2 separate regions of the Hordeum vulgare genome follow, and region 1 is linked to region 2. The links are chromatin contacts, called in public Hi-C maps. All regions are on one chromosome and are shown on one strand. Each heading gives the region's core, a stretch centred on a gene start, on an enhancer-like site or on the middle of the called end of the contact. The rest is flanking DNA. Distances are from core to core; before and after follow the strand shown. Region 1 has its middle 190 kb from the start of LOC123448167. Region 2 holds the start of LOC123448167 (DDT domain-containing protein PTM-like).

What was found. A called contact is a pair of places that touch in the nucleus more often than the background predicts.
Region 1: a Hi-C map of seedling shows a contact between it and region 2, with 2.2 times the contacts expected there. The contact joins the enhancer-like site here to the promoter of LOC123448167 in region 2. A contact is called at or near these places in 2 of 6 Hi-C or Micro-C datasets (leaf and seedling) and 1 of 1 datasets of contacts at active chromatin or transcription factors (embryo).

The regions. Positions count from the first base shown.
Region 1 is chr4H:138,919,402-138,922,101 of MorexV3_pseudomolecules_assembly, reverse strand. No RefSeq gene overlaps it. Among protein-coding and RNA genes, the nearest start is that of LOC123448167, 190 kb to the right of the region's middle. Within about 2 kb of position 1,436, at least 3 of the 3 cell types and tissues checked have open chromatin away from gene starts, as enhancers often do. A contact at or near this core is called in leaf and seedling, where this site is marked.
Region 2 is chr4H:138,729,688-138,732,387 of MorexV3_pseudomolecules_assembly, reverse strand. It overlaps LOC123448167 (DDT domain-containing protein PTM-like), which reads right to left and starts at 1,387. Exons shown (of 10, transcript XM_045124968.1): 1 at 1-1,387. The coding sequence starts at 1,052.

The sequences.
Region 1 (2,700 bases), core at 187-2,686, 190 kb before region 2:
GCATGATTTCTGTTTTTTTCACTCTATTTTTTGCGACATGAACATCTACGAAGTAAACTGCATCACATAGAAAACCGCATTGCAAGGTCAACACAAAGAACTGCATTTTTATCAACATTTAGCTAATGTTTTCTTTGATAATTTCACTTCAACTGCCAGGACAAGTATAATAAACCGCACGAAACGGCTAATTGCACTGCAAACTTTGACACATGGACAAATAAAAAAGAAATGCACCATACCATAAAGAAAGTCGATATCTTTTTGGCATAACTAAGTCTACTACAAGTCATCCCCGAAATTACAAACTGCATATATGGTCGAAGTGAACTCCAACGAAAATATCGGCGTACCGCACGCAGAAGCGAAATGCGCTGCAACCACAACACATGAATAATACATCTCAACTCTGCAAAAAAATGTCTTTTGTGCACATAAACATACAAAAACATGAACTAGACCGCAAAAGCCAACTGCTGAAATGCAAAATGAGTTGTCGACCTGTTGGCGAACTACACCAAGCGAGATGCCGCACCGCGTGCGTGCAGAAACTGAGCTGCATGGCGAGAAGCTGATGCACTTCAATGCCATATCATGATGTCGGCGTCTTCATCCTCGGGCCTTCGTCATCATCGCACACAGGCTGGGAAAGATGTGATGGTGGATCTCACCATATCCATGGCAGGGTGGGCGTGGAGTGGCCGAGGCCTCCCGGATCTGATGCCGGGGCGGCGAGGATGCTCTGATACAGTCGCCAGCGCGGTGGAGGAAGAATTCGGACGGGGGTGAGGCTGCACCGGCAGACTATTGGGCGGAGCCTCGGGGGAGAGGAGGAAGGGGAGCTCGCGGCATGCTCCTCCTCTGGACGCCCCCTGAGTTCAGTGGATCGAGTGGCTTGCTCCTACCCGTCGACCTCAGAAAAATGGCCATGGCCCGACGCGGGGAAGAGCTCCGGCGTCCAAGCTCGCCTTCAGCCTGTGTTAGAGAACAATAAGGGGATCCGGCAGTGAGGAGGCTCGGATCCAACAAGGGGGTGGATGGATTCAATCGATGCCGACGACGGCGGTGGATCCAGTCTTTATATCCGGGGCGAAGAAGGTGGGGAGGTGGGGCGATGTTGTGGTGGTCGGAGGTGACGTGCCATTGGGCCTTGTCCCATGCATCCTGTAGGAGCTTGGGGCGTCACTGGAGGTCGCGGCGTTTGCATCCACTTGCGAGGGACTGTGGCCGCGTCGGAACGGCGTATAGGAGGTTGGGGCGGCGCGGGAGGGGGCGGGATGCGTGGACGGCGGGCAAGGGCGCGATGGACGGCGGTAGGGTCGCGCCGTGCATGTGGGAAGGTGGTAGGAGTTGGTGTTGCCATAGGTGGTGGCGCGGTGGGAGGAGGCGGCGTGGGGAGAAGGTGGTGGTAGATTGGGGAGAGCTTGTGCGACGTTGTGGGGAGGTAGTGGGAGAGAGACGATAAGGTGGGGTGGCGACATGTGGGCTCAGTGGGGCGGCGGGTCGGGTTGGTGCACCGCGCGTGGAGAAGGTGGGGGTGGGACGGCAGCCTAGAGTGGTGCGCCGTGCCGGAGGAAGTTGGAAGTTGAAGGTGGTGTTTTTTCGAGCTAATGCAGTTTTTTCGGGCCGCCGTGTGGTACAAGATGGTGTTAGTAGAATAAGGATGTTAAGGGTGTTTGTAGAATAGACCCACCATATATATAGGAAAAATACATTCTATCATCCGGGGTAGTTATCTCACATGTTTAATATACTACCATACGGGAGTATATATACTAATTTATTATTTTAATTATGTTTATATATTGTATACAAGATTTTTTAAAGTGAGTTACATGAAAAAATTACAAGTTGATCCATAGTTTTTATTATATTTGTGAAATACATATATATATTTGTATGTAAAAAAGAGCATACACAAAATATGATACGTATTACAAAAAAACAATATATATACTACCTAAACATGATTATATACTACATACTACGCATACATACTCTCCAATTTGATACATACTTCATACAACATACAAAACGCAAGTGGTGGTAACTACCACTGATGGTAGAATATTAATAATAAATCTAAACTATATTAAGTTATAAATTCAGGTTTTAATGTTGATATACGTGATTACGTATACGAGTAAATACAAACTTATTTATTTATTTTATATTATTTTTAATACGAAGTGTTTTTAAATTATTTCGCTTATATTGCAGGATCTTTGAGGGGCCGTCGAGGCCAACAAGACGACTGAGGTGTATGCAGTGGTGTAATATCCTACTCAGTACTCACCATATTTATCATTATGTTGTTTCAGATGTAGCTAAGTTCGTTCACTTGATGTTTTAGTTGCAAATTTATGGAGTAAATTCCTATCATCTTCCCAGGCAGTTTCACCCAAAGGGAACACTTCTCTACGGCCATAAGGTTCTCATTCAAATGCCATAAAAGGCTACACAGAGAACTACCGGCAGAGTTTTCTCCTATAGGATCCCTAGCATAAGAACTCGTTCCATAAATTCAAAAATAAAATACCAAGTGAAAACACGAAACTACATCATTTCCCCAACATAATTTACATATGGTTTTCCCTTTCGAGAACCCCTGAAGGGTTTACACAAGGGTAAAGAAATTACCTTCTAACTACCTTCGCGAGCTTACAAATGCTCTAAATATTGTAGCTCTTTATTACACGA
Region 2 (2,700 bases), core at 138-2,637:
GTCTGCTGCAATGCATCAGGCCTGGCAGGCATCTTGCACGGATCAACCCTCTGTCTAGTACGCCATGCCGCTTTGGTCTCCATGGCACTCCCTGGTGAAACCAGCAAGTCCAGCTTCCTCTTCCTGCAGCTCATCTTCATACCAGATGCGCTACTCTTCTCATCCATAAGTAACTCTCTGAGCTGATGAAGCAATAACTCCTCGCCCTGTCCATCCTCAAACACCACATTGTACACGCCAATGCTGCCATCATAGGATGCAACCTTTCCAAGGCAAATACGTCCATCATCTGAAACGCTCCTGCTTATGTAGCAGCCCACCAAGCATTCACCCTCCTCATCCTTCTTCACCGGGCAGCCACCATCAGATGTTTTGGGATGTTGGTCCACTACTCTGCTGTCAGCTTCCCCCATCCTCGCCTCACCTGGCACAGCCCCCACGGTGTGATCTTGCTGGGGAGCCCTGCCCTCGTCCACCACCATCTTGGTTTTGCCCATCCCAGATGCAGCCACGTCTTGCTGCTTCTCCAGAACGCCACACTCATTCACCTCCGTTGTGGACTCGGTTGCTGCATGGTGCTCTGTGTCCTCTCTACTAGGACAGGATGCCTCATCCACATCCATGTTCGCCTCGCTCACAGCAGGCGCCATCCCGTCCTGCTGCTTGTCCAGGACGCCATCCTCATTGCCCTCGCTCGGAAAGGACGCCCCGTCCACATCCATGTTGGCATCCCTCACGGGCGGCGCCGCCCCGTCCTGCTGCTTGTCCAGGACGCCACTCTCATTGCCCTCTGTCGCCAAGGGTGCCGCATCCACGTCCATGTTGGCCTCGCTCAGCGCGGGCGCCGCCCCATCCTGCCGCCTGTCCAGGACGCCACCCTCATTGCCCTCACCCAACAATAGCGCCGCCGCTGGGTGGGTTTCTGCTTCTCCCGCCGCCACCGACACGCCAACTTGCGCGATCTCCACTCCGATCCCCTCAATCGCGTCGTCGGCGGGAGGAGGAGGGGCGGCGCCGAGCATCCGATGAGAAACCTCCGCCACAGGGTCCATCCGTGCACACGCCGTGCGCGGTCGAAAAACCCTAGCGGCGGCGGCTACAGAAGCATCGTAATACGCACCGCGATGTGAAGACACCACCTCCCGGCCGAGACCCCGACGGAAGCGAGCGCTCGTGGCGGCGCAGAGCAGATGCGGAGCGCTTGGGGTGGCGCGCCTTCAGGAGGAACAGTTATGGCGAATCTGCGGAGTCGGGCTGGCGTCGGCGGCCGAGAGAGGAGGATGAGTGGAAACCGGAGTCTGATCGGTGGATCGGTCTCGCAACCCTACAGGCTATGCCTATTGGGTGGCGGCGGCGGCGGCGGCGGCGGGATGGAGGACGAGAGAGGGAGGGTGGAGACGGGGGGGGGGGGGGGCACGAGCGAGCACAAAAGGGGAGGGAGCGGAAAACGAGCCGCACCCGGGCTCGCCCGCGTCACCCCACCCGGCCCAGAGTCGGTTGCGAGTCAAGGTGTCCAGTTGCGGAACTGACCGACCGACCGACCCAGTGGGGACACAGTTCGTCCTAGTACGTGTCCCGGCTGGGCTTAACTGGCTTGGCGGGACCAGGCCGTGGTCGGGCGTGCGTCGCCTGCAGCAGCACGTCACGGAGTGCGACGACGTGTGGTCGGCGGCGGGGAGCAGGATGGAGGGAGGCGTTGCTGCTTTTTCAAATTCAAAACGATGGAGGGAGTGGCCAGCAGCGAGTGAGTAGTGACACGCCTGGCCTGCTTGCTTTTGCGCCAACGAAGTGTCGGCTTCGCGGGGCTTTCTTTTCAAAAACTCATCAATTCATCAAACATCGTATGTACACCTAATAAAAAAAAGAGTCAATCACATATGGGTACATAAACTTTCGACGTGCTAACGGATTCGTACATAAACAAAAAAAACAAAAAAGTGATACAGTTACTTTGATGCGGTAACATTTGGGCATAAAAGTGTCCGAAACGCGCCGTGGCGGCAGCCACGTCGGAAGGAGGCACGCGTCGGCTGTTGCTTCGGCTCGGCTGAGCATTTTTCATAAACCCCCCTGAATGGTGAGCATTTTTCATAGACCCCGCCTGATATAACTGCCCCAGCTGCCAAGAAACCCTCCCTAACCCTTCTTCTTATGTCTCAAGCACACCGCTGCCTTCGACACGACTACGGTTCTCCGTCGACGGCATTGGCGTTGGCACCGTCGATCGACGCGGCATGGAGCCACTCCTCCGGGAACCGGGGCTGTTCCCTCCAGAGTACGGTATGAGCCCTCCCTCCCCCTTTCTCGTCGCGGCACACCCCTATTTCTGTCTGTGATGGGATGGATTTTAGGTCGCAAAGGTTGGTGTTTTCCGTGGTAGATTAGTTGTGCAGGATGGATTATTGTTGTAGGAGGTTGAAGGAAGGACGAATTTTGGCTTTACAGGGTGGTGATCATGATCAAGGGTTGACGGTTGCTTTAGGGTTAAATTAGTGGGGTGTTGATTATTGTTGCTGATCCAAGTGTGTAGAATGAGTTATGTTATGAATTTCCTTCTGTTTGACAACAATCGGCCAACTAATTTGCAGTTTTTACCTGACCCCTTGTTTCTATCTGAACATGTTGGAAGATTATCCTCTGTGGCTCGAAGAGGAGCTCAAGGAGGGAGAAGAGTGAAAGATTATCCTTTGTGGCAGCTAA